Linked DNA regions of Sus scrofa: region 2 is linked to region 1. Evidence: chromatin contacts called from public promoter capture Hi-C data. All regions are on one chromosome and are shown on one strand. Each heading gives the region's core, a stretch centred on a gene start, on an enhancer-like site or on the middle of the called end of the contact. The rest is flanking DNA. Distances are from core to core; before and after follow the strand shown.

Region 1 (5,524 bases), core at 1,902-4,401:
CTCCTCCCCCACCCCGCCCCTTCCCCTCCACTCCTCCCTCCCAGCCCCTCTTCCGACTCGCTTTCGCTCAAACCAGCCCTCTGCAGCTCCTCTTTCCTCCAGGCCCTCCTGAAGGCCACCTGCCCCCTAGCCCCCTTCTACCCCTCCCCACCGCTCCCTCCTGGGAGTCCTCGGTGCAACTCCTCCTGGCGCTGGTTGCCACCTCCCCACTGGATGGATCATAGGGCAGCTCTGCCAGGCAGAGATGGGCTGCGACGTGACCCCCCAGCGCGCGCGCGCACACACACACACACACACACACACACACACACACAAGAAATGCCTGAAAGGGGGGGTGGGCTTGGCGATGCGTGTCTCCCCATCCTCCGAGCGCCCCGCCCACGCATAGAACTCACACAGTGGGGATGTACTCTCCCGGGAAGGCGTTGGTGGTGTAGCTGATGAGAAGGCAGGTCTTGCCCACGGCTCTGAAAGACAGGAAGTTCCAGAAGACAGCGGTCATGTGCCCTGCCTGGGACCTGGGGAGGTTTCTCAGCTCCTGCCTGGTCCCCTGGCCCAGCCCTCCATGTCCCCATCTGAGAATCCCCGCATCAGTCGTCTCCCACCATGAGGCCTAAGAGTCAGCTGGGGTGTTTGTTCAAGGGCAGACTTTGGAGTCCTACCCCAGAGGTTCTGGATCTTGGGTGCGGGGTGGTCTGGGAATCTGTGTTTTACCAGCTTTCCCTAGGTGACATTGACGTAGGACCGAGGGTGAAGGACCAGAGGTGCCCAGGAGGCCGGCTGAAATGGACAAGGCCTCAGCACCCCCACCTCCACCCCCCACCCCCCACCTCCCACGAGTTCTGCCATCTCTCCTCTGGGGTTCAGATCCCCGGCTCCATCACCCACCCACCAGTGGCACAATCTTAGGCAAGTCACTTAACTTCCCTGTGCCTGTTTCCCCCTCCAGAAAATAGGGAGAAGCCAACATCCCCATGGGATGGACTCAGAGAGAAATTAGACGAAGCCAGTGAAAGAACTGAGCACAGTCCTGGCCCAGCAAATGCCGGCCAAAGTGCACCCTCCCCTGCGCCCCCCCACCACCAGAGGGCCAGACAGTCAAGAGCCTGGAGTTTAGGAATCAAAAACCAGGGATCCAATCCCTTGAGGCTTTGAGCAAAGTACCTAACTTCTTTGAGCTTCAGTTTTCCCATCTGTAAAATGGGCCTAATATTAGGATTGGCAGCAGGATAAAAGAGAGGGGTGAGACTAAGCCCAGGCCTTTCATAGTTGGTAGAGGTGGCCATTATTGGAACTGTCATTGTCCTCCACCTGCTGGGCTGGGAGGGGGCGGACACGGGGGGGGGGGGACGACACAGGTAACGCTGGTTCTTCCCTTGCTCTGCTTGGTTTCATCACTTCCTGCTCCGAGGGGGCTGACCGCCCTCTTCTCCCCACCCCCTCCCCCCGTCCTGCCGCCAAGGTAACTTTGAGCGACTGGAACGATGCCCTTGGCTTCCGCCCTCCCCTCCTCATATCAGATGCAAAGCAGAAGTGAGCAGAGCTGCACCGGCAGGCAGATAACGGCAGCGGGTGCATCACCATCAGCGGAGGGCTGCCGGATACACCCGCCCACCCCAGGCCAGGCCGATCGAGCCTCTCAAAGCCTCAGGCTGCCCCTCTGTAGGATGGGAGGCTTGGAGGGGAGGCCCATCCAGCTAGAACATGCCAGAATGTGTGTGGATGGAGCTACAGAAAACCCACCCCAGGAGGTGCCTCTGGGCAGAACGCTAAGACAACGGAGCGGGCAGGCAAGAGAGACTGGCATTTTGAACCTGTCATGTGCAGGGGAGGACACTGAGGATGTGACAATCTGAGGTCCCTGAGATCTGACAGCCGAGGAGCCCCCTCAGCGGAGCCTGGCCCGCATTGATCAGCTCACCCGCCACCCTTCTCTCCTCCTTCCCAGCGGGGCCTCTCTCACCCCTCCCCCCACCTCCTCCCCCACATCCACCCACACCCTCCCCAGCCAGGCAGGCCTGGGGGTGAGAGGCGCTCTTGACTGAGCGTATAGGCACAGGACCAACACTCAGAACATCCCAAGTGACCTGGCATCAAGGGCCTCTTTGCAGACAACAGAGCTGTTCAGAGAGGCATTGTGACTCACCCAAGGCCACACAGCAGTGCAAGCCAGTGACTAGAGCCCAAGCCAGCCTGGGGACCACCCCCTGCCGGCATCCACAGTTAAGACTGAGGGTGCATGGGAGACCTGCCCCAGGTCTCGGGGTGCAGGTGAGGGGCCCCGGGCACACCCGAGTTCAGTCCTGTACCCTCAACCCAGGCAGCTTCCGGGGTGAGGTGGGCAGCGAGGGTGAAGCTCACTGTCCTGAGGTTCCCTCTGGGCCCTGGGAGAAAAAGGGAGTGGTTCCTCCAGCTGCCTCCCAGGGACCCTGGATCTGCAGGGCAGGGGAAGCCGCCTCCCAGGGGCGTGGGGAGGGGGAGGGCCTCAGGGCTCCCCCAGGAGGGAGCTGGGAGCAAGTCCCACCAGGTACCTACCCATCTCCCACCACCACACACTTGATGGCCTGCATGGCGTCTGAGGCCTGGGAGGCGGTGGTGGTGACAGCTGGGGGCGCGGAGCGCTTCTGCAGGCACCGGGGCTGTGGAGAGCCTGGAGGGGGGCCCTGAGCGAGGAGCAGCAGCAGCAGCGGGACAGGAGGCAGGAGGAAGCGGAAGGGGAACTTACCCAAGCTGCTGCCCCCGCGGCCGTTTGCAGAAGGCGGAGCATGCGGTCTGGCAGAACCACCGGAGGGTGGGGTGGCTGTCAGGTGCTGGGCAGAGCCCTACCCTGGGCATCCCTGCTCTGGAGCACCAACCGGAGACCTGGGGACCCTCTCAGCTGGAGGCTTCCTCCCAAGGGCAGGGCCAGAGCTGTTCTTTGAGAACTCGAGGCTTCCAAAGACGTAGCTCACCTCAATTCTAAGCAATAAGCATTTAATGAGCACCTACGGTGTGCCAGGCACTGTACTGGGTGCTGATGAGTCCAGGATGTGAGTGGTACTACAGCAGGTCCCGGTGGAAGATACAGTCCCATCACAGGTGTCCATAAAACGGGGCAGGAAGTGATGGGGCCACGGAAGACTGACAGGGAGGGGACCACAGAATCACACAGAGGGTGAGCTGGCGCTTGCGAAGTGGCGTTCAAGCCAGGACTTGAAAGCTGGTGTCAGAGAGAGGACCGGCCAGAGGGGACAGCCTGGCCAAGCAGCGGGGCCAGTGTGGGACCCCTTGAATGTGGAGGGAGATGGGGGGATGAGGCAGAAAGGGAGGTGGGGATCAGCTGATGGAGAAGGGGAAACAGAAGGCAGCGCCCAGGCCAGCCAGGCCCCGCGCTGGAGGCCCCCCAGGTCTCCGGAATTGTGGCCCATCTTAACAATGCTGAAACAGAGGCTCTGAGAAATCAGTTTGCTGACTAGGAAAGCCCTGCCTGAAATCAACCCCGAGGCTAGGGGCCTCCACATTCTTCCCTCACCCCAGCTGCAGTCTGGACACAGAGCCTGAATTCTGTAGCAGGTGGGGAGGGCGAGGGCGCCCCGTTGGCCTCAGGGAGACTCAGGGTCTGAGCAGCCCTGGACCCTTGCCCCGGGCTCCAAGTTCACCTGCTCTTTCTCTTCGCCGCCACTGCTCTCCACGCCCAGCGCCCTTCCAGCTCCAGGGACAAGGGGCAGGAGGGGATGGGCAGAGCCACCAGTCACCCACCCCAGACTCACGCAGGACAAACTGGGAAACCAGTAGAAGGGTGTGGAGTGCCAGGTGCTGGGCGCCCAGCACCCCTCCCACTCCCTGCCCTGGGGGCACCTGGAGCTGAACCTTCCAGAAGCTTACACACAAGCTACAGCGTTGCTGAAAATGGCTTTTGCAGAAAGGGAAATGCAGTCTCTCCACGGACCTGCGCCAGCACTTGGCCAGCCAATGATTAAAACCTGCCAACAAACATCTGTGCTCTGCACGGGTGGAGCTGAGGCAGTGGAAGGCACTTCGCGGCACCCAGCTGGGGTCAGGGAGGCCAAGTGTCCCCCGATGACCCACCCCGGGTGCCACACAGGCCACACCGAAGGACTTCGTTCTGGCTACTCCCCCAAATCCACATTCTTTTCCCAACCACCACGACCCTACAGGGCAACCTCCGTGTTAATCTAACAAAAACAATGCACTAAGTGTAATGTGGGATCTTGGATTAGATCCTGGAACGAGAAAAAAAATTAGTGGAAAAAGTTACAAAATCCAAAACAAATCTGAAATTAGATATCGGTATTGTACCAAGTGTTAGTTTCGACAAATGCACTGCGGTTATGCAAATGCTGTGAACATAAGGGGAAACTGGGTGAAGGATATTGTGAATTTTCTTACTGTTCCTGCAATTTTGCTAGAAATCTGAAATTATTCCAAAATAAAATGCTTATTAAAGAAAAAAAAAAGAGGCGTCCCCGCTGGGGTGCAGTGGGTTAAGACTCCAACCACAGCAGCTCAGGTCACTACAGAGGGGTGGGTTTGATCCCTGGCCTGGGAACTTCCATGTGCCTCAGGTGAAGCCATAGAGAAAAGAAATAAAATTTTTTAAAAAGATAAAAGGAAAAGAAAAAAGTACAAAGCAGCTCTTTGGGAAGATATAGCCAATGAGAATGGTCCCATGACTCGGAAAGAGACAAATGCACTGGGTTTTATCCCCCATCACATGGAGCCTTGTTGTGCAGTAAACAACCTACCCAACCATACCTGGCCATGTTGGCTGTACAATCGCACCTGCTCTCCTTCCTAAGGAAGCTGCTTCTCCAGGACCGCCCTGGCAAAACTCTCCCTGACTCAGGGCCAATTGACTCCCTTCTTCAATCTGCATGTATCAATTATGCACCACTTAATACCTGGCTCTGAGCTGGTACTGCAGTGGATGCAAAACCAAGAAGACAGCTAGACACCCCTGAAGAACTGGTGACCTGTAATGAGAGTGACTCGGGGGTGGTGGAACCTCCGGACAGCTTGGGATGGCCCTGATCTGCAGGTGGGCCTGGGGTTGTGAGGACAGGCCAGGGTTGGCAGGGGAATGAGATGGGGGTGGGGCAGCCTGGAGGACAGTAGGGGCTAGAAGGACAGTGGCAGTCTCTGCCTGCTTCCAGTGCGGCAGCCACTGCTCTTCAGCCCCAGTGCTGTTGGTGGCTCTATCATTCATTTTACAGATGAGAAAACCAGGGCACAGAGAGGTTCATGAACTTGCTCGGGTTGACACACTCGCAGCCACCACACTGGAAGTGAATGCAGGTCCAAATCCCCTCATTTCACAGATGGGAAACTGAGGCTCGAGGCCATGAGAGCAAGGCCAAGATGCAGCAGCCCTGGCCTCCTGTCTAGTCCTCTTCAGCTTTTCTTTTTTTCTTCCTTTTTATTTTATTTTTTTTCTTAATATCTATGAGATATAGTTTACATACAAGAAATAAATCCATTTAAAGTATACAATTCCATTTATTCTCATAGATACATACACCCACGA
Region 2 (5,524 bases), core at 1,572-4,071, 110 kb before region 1:
CTCTCTGCTTCAAGCCTTTGCTCAAATGTTACTTCAGCAAGGCCTTCTCTGACCACTGCTCTCTCTCTGCTGCATCTTTTCTTTTTCTTCCTGTCTTTCTCCCTTTCTTTCCTTTTTGCTTTTTAGGGCTACATCTGCATCATATGGAGGTTCCCAGGCTAGGGGTCAAATTGGAACTGTAGCCTCCAGTCTACACCACAGCCACAGCAATGCCAGATCCTTATCCCACTGAGCGAGGCCAGGGATCGAACCTACAACCTCATGGTTCCTAGTCGGATTCGTTTCCGCTGCACCACAATGGGAACTAACTTTCTTCCTTCTCTCTCTCTTTGTCTTTCTTTCTTTCTATTCTTTTTTTTTTTTTTTTTTTTTTTTTTTTTTTGTCTTTTTGCCTTTCCTAGGGCTGCTCCCATGGCATATGGAGGTTCCCAGGCTAGGGGTCTAATCAGGAGCTGCAGCCGCCAGCCTACGCCAGAGCCACAGCAACGCAGGATCCGAGCCACGTCTGCGACCTACACCACAGCTCACGGCAATGCCAGATCCTTAACCCACTGAGCAAGGCCAGGGATCAAACCTGCAACCTCATGGTCCCTGATGGATTCATTAACCACTGTGCCACGACGGGAGCTCCTCTTTTCTTTCTGTCTTTCTGTCTGTCTTTCTGTCTTTCTTTCTGTCTTTCTTTCTGTTTTTCTTTCTTTCTTTCTTTCTTTCTTTCCTTCTTTCTTTCCTTCTTTCCTTCTTTTTCTTTCTTTCTCTCTCTCTTACTTTCTTTAAGGGCTGTACCTCGGCATATGGAAATTCCCAGGCTAGGGGTTGAATCAGAAGGAGCTGCAGTTGCCAACCTACCCCACAGTCACAGCAACGCTGGATCCTTAACCCACTGAGCTAGGCCAGGGATCGAACCCACATCCTCAGGGATACTTGTTGGGTTCTTAACCCACTGAGCCACAACGGGAATTCCTGCATTTTTCTTTATAGCTCTTCTCAAGACCAGAATTACACAGCATGCTTCTGTGTCCTTGGTCTGGCTGCTCCCCAGCCGCGAGCTGCCCCAGAGCAGGGCCTTGTTCCGTTTTCCCGCGTGCCCTGCTCCGAGAGCAGATTGGGATTCCTTCCAGCTCAGCCAGGGTGCTGGGTGCCCATGCAGCCTAGCAGCATCCCCTGGCTCCCTCCTCCTGTCTCCCTCTTTTCCCTTGCTGCACCCAGTGACACTGGACTTCTCGGTGATCAATGCGAATAGCGAGGAGGGTAGAAGCATCTTGCAGATCTGGGGCTCCGAGCCAGCTCTGGGTGAAGGGCATCACGTTTTGCTACTTGAACCCTGAAAACTCTTGCTCACCACCTGGCTTTCTTCCTTCTTCCTGAGCAGCCCACCTCCTAATTGGCTCCCTTGCATCCCAGCTCAGCTCTCACCTCCTCCCGGCAGCCCTCCCAGAAGGCTCCTGGAGGGGTGGCTGCTCCTCTGAAGAGTCCTGGGCCACCTCGATCAGTATGCTGTTCCCCTTGGGGACATTCTCTCTGTCCCCCTGAAGGGTGAGCCCCTGGAGGGAGGGACTGGGTAGACTCCAATTGCCGCAGGGGCCTGAGGCTTCGCCTCTGATCTGAGAAACGGAACCCCAGCCTGGCACCTGCTTCTCCCTCCCTCCTGCATTGGCGGGTCCACAGTCTGCCTGCTGGAGGCTGAGCTCTCTGGGGCTGGGCGGTTCCTCCTCCTGCGGGCCAGCCTGGGCTGGACGCTGCCACGACCAGAGGCTGTCTCAGCCTCCAGCCAGCTGGGATGTTTGCCTTGCTCTCTCTACCTGATGGTTGGGGAAACTGAGGTCCAGAGAGAGAAAATGACCTACCCGAGGTCACTGAGCCCAGGGAAGGCAGAGCAGAGCGGGCGGAGCTGGGATTCTGATCTGGGACTTTCCACTGAGGCCATTTGGGCCTCACGGTCAGTCAGTCCCCACTCTGAGCTGCTTTGACTGCGATGGTGCGGGGAGTGGGCCAAATCCCTTCTTACACAGACACACTCATAAACTCACATATGGATGTGCACACACAGAAACACACTGAAGCCTGTGACACACAGTCCTGATGCAAGCTTGCATGCGTGCGTGTGCTTGAATGAACACACACACACACACACACACACACACAGAGCCACTTTCAACTCTGAGCCTGTCCCCTAATTAGCACAATGGGGGGGCTCTGGGCCTGTTTCCTGTACCAGAAGCTCCAGTGGGGCCTGGAGGGGACAGCTTGTCTGGCCCTGCAAAATGAGGGTCGGTACTCAGCCTGGCAAATCAGGCCTCTCCCTTGCCCCGTTCCTGCCACGGAGTCCACCATCCCCAGCTGAGCCCCAGGCCTCCCAGCACTCAGAACCTGCAGCCCCTCTGTTCCCCTGTTCCAGTCCCTATACCTGAACTCCGACCCCAGCTCTACAGACCCCTCACCTTCTGCTCACCCGGTCACTCTCTGGCTGCTGAGGCCCAGCAGACCAGGCCTCAGAGCACAGCAGTGGGCTCAAGCCCCAGGAAACCAGGCCTGCCTCTTGGGGTGGACACTGCCACCAGGTCATTCACAGATCCTGGTCCCCTGTCCTGGAGGTCCCCACTTACCTTTAGGAGTGGCAGGTGGGTGCCGGGCCTGCACGCAGGCCTCAGAGCTTCTGTTTGTCCAGGCCAAAGTCTCCCCACCCCCACCCAGCCAGCCTGGGCCCGATCAATGGCTCACAGCCATGGCCGAGGTGTCTGGCCCTTGTCCCCTGTGGCCTGTGGCCCCAGGCTCCATGGGCCTCCTGCTGGGTTGGGGACAGCCCTGTGACTGAGCACAGGTAAACAGGCCAGTGACCAGAGACAGGCAGTGCCTGTCCCGCCCCGCCCCGCCCCGTGGGCACCCCTGAGGCTGGCAGGCAGGTGCGGGAGATCTGAGCTCTCCCCTGAGACCCGTTGCCTAGTCACATTCCTGCCTGGTTACAGCCCCTGGTCCCCTAGAGCATGAGGTGGGGGTGGCTGGGGACTTGGAGTTGTGCAGGGGCCTGTGCCATGCGGGCAGGGGCTCACATGGGTCTCTTTACCTGGACAGGTGCGATCAGAGAAGCCAGGGGTCCCAAAAGAGAAGAGGAGGCTGAGCCCACACGCTCTGGGGACAGAAAGGGAGAAAGCGGGGAGGGGGCCGCGAGAGTGGATGCTGTTTAGCTGGAAATTATTATCCTGATTATGATGATTTGCTTTTTAGGGCCACACCCACGGCATATGGAGGTTCCCAGGCGAGGGGTCGAATTGGAGCTGCAGCTGCCAGCTCCGCCACAGCCACAGCAACGTGGAATCCGAGACGTGTCGGCCACCTACACCGCAGCTCATGGCAATGCCAGATCCTTAACCCACGGATTGAAGCCACGGATTGTGCCCACATCCTCATGGATCCTGGTCGGGTTCGTTAGCCGCTGAGCCATGAAAGGAACACCCAGAGCTGGGATTATCTGCATTGCTACTGGGGTCTGGAGAGCTGTGGTGTCCGTTTTGGTGGCCCAGTAAGAATCTTTTATGTCGATTACATGTTGAATGAACACATTGGTTTGAGTGGGTTAATAAAATATATTACTAAAATTTATTTCACCTGCTTATTTTTACTTTTTTATTTTTTTGTTTTTTTTTTTTGGCCTCCCTGTGGAACACAGAGTTCCTAGGCCGGGGTTCAGATCTGAGCCAGACTTGCAACCTAAGCTGCAGCTGGGGCAACGCTGGATCCTTAACCCGCTGTGCGCAGCCAGGGATCGAACCCGTGTCCCAGCGCGTCCATCCATCCCATTGCGCCACAGCGAGAACCCCTCACTTTTTAATGTGACTACAAAACATGGAATTGCAAGTGTTGTAGCGATCGAGGCTGCGGCAGGATAGTGGGCTTGATGTGACCGGGCTCCAAAGCCTGGGGTTCCTGGGTATGTCCAGACGAAAGGTTACTGCCAGTAGGGGGAGGGCTGGGCTCGGGCTTGGGCAGGGGGCACACAGGGATTCTGAATGGGGCACAGCTGCCTTCATTTCTCCTGTTCCTCAGCCCTGCCACGGGCCCAACCTTGACCTGGAACCCAGGACCCCATCTTTGCCCCCCTCTCCATGTCCCCCGGCCCAGGGAGGTTTCCCACCACCCTCCTCCCAGCCCTTGGCCCTGCTCGCCTGCTCAAGGAGGGCTGCTCAGGATGCAAGCAGGGATGCCATGCAGGGGCCAGCAGACACCCCAACCCCTGCCTCTACACCCCTCCTAAGCGGCCCGGGCCCCCAGACCAGGCAGGCTGGTAGCTGGACAGTCTTTGAAAGCACTGGGAGCTATGTCTGGTCACTTGCGATGGAGCAGGATAATGTGAGAAACAAGAATGTATACATGTATGTGTCACTGGGTCACCTCGCTGTGCAGCCGAAAATTGACAGAACGCTGTAAATCAGCTGTAATGGAAAAAAAGAAAAAAGAAAAGCAGAAGATCTTGTGTAATCATGTCCTCTGTCCTTGTCAGCCACCCAGCCATTGATTCGTCACAGCCATGGGGGAGGGACTGGCATGGAGGGGCGGCAAAAGTCTAAGGGGGTGTTTGAAAACGGGGGCGAGGGTGCCAGCTCCCCAGTGCTCAGAGAGCCAGGGTGGGGGCCGCATGCACGGAGACAGAAGGACACAAACAGGGGACAGAGGCCTTGCTCCTCCCTGGGATTCTGCATGTCACACTAACACTGGGTCCCCTTGGTTTCCAGGGACAAGAAGCCATCCCCCAGTTCTCCTGTGGAAATTCTAACCGCCCGTCCCTCTGGAAGTGACCTGCTTTACAAATAAGGTTGTCACAGAGGTAATTAGTTAAGATGAGGTCCCAGAGGATCAGGGTGGGCCTCTCATCCCATATGACGGATGTCCTTATAAAAAGGGGAATTTGAAATTCCCATTATGGCGCAGAGGGTTTGGCAACCCTGCATAGTCTCCATGAGGAGGCAGGTTCTATCCCTGGCCTCGCTCAGTGGGTTAAGGATCTGTTGTTTACAAGCTGCCGTGTAGGTCACAGATGCGGCTCGGATCTAGTGTTGCTGTGGCTGTGGTTTGGCCTGCAGCGGCAGCTTGAATTCGACCCCCTAGCCTGGGCACTTCTGTGTGCTGCGGGTGTGGCCTTAAAAAGAAAAAAAAAGAAAACAAGAGGGGGAATTTGGAAACAGACCCACACCTGGAGAATGCCATACGCAGGCGAAGGCAGAGAGCAGGGTTGTATTTCCACTGGCTGAGGCCAGTGGAATGTCACCTCTGCCTCCCTTGTCTCATGGCCTTCTCCTGTGTGTCTGCCTTCGTGCCTCTTCTTTTCCTCTAAGGTCACGGGTCGTATTGGATAAGGACACACCCTAGTGACCTCCTCTATCCACAGATGCAAAGATCCTTATAGCCAAATAAGGTCACCTCCAGAGGAACCAGGGTGGGGACCTCCATGTTCAAGCATCACAGGCGGGGTGAGAGGTGGGAATGGGCTGGTTATTGGCAAAGTCATGGACTGCTGTCCCAAAGGCCA

What was found. Promoter capture Hi-C pulls out the DNA fragments that hold promoters and counts their contacts.
Region 2: a promoter capture Hi-C map of liver shows a contact between it and region 1, with 2.8 times the contacts expected there. The contact joins the promoter of TMPRSS6 here to the promoter of RAC2 in region 1. A contact is called at or near these places in 1 of 5 promoter capture datasets (liver) and 3 of 47 Hi-C or Micro-C datasets (all in liver).

Annotation. Positions count from the first base shown.
Region 1 is chr5:10,551,613-10,557,136 of Sscrofa11.1, reverse strand. RAC2 (ras-related C3 botulinum toxin substrate 2) reads right to left here and starts at 3,151. Exons shown (of 7, transcript XM_013997536.2): 1 at 2,726-3,151; 2 at 396-467. The coding sequence starts at 2,835.
Region 2 is chr5:10,660,788-10,666,311 of Sscrofa11.1, reverse strand. TMPRSS6 (transmembrane protease serine 6) reads right to left here and starts at 2,821. Exons shown (of 17, transcript XM_021091527.1): 1 at 2,607-2,821.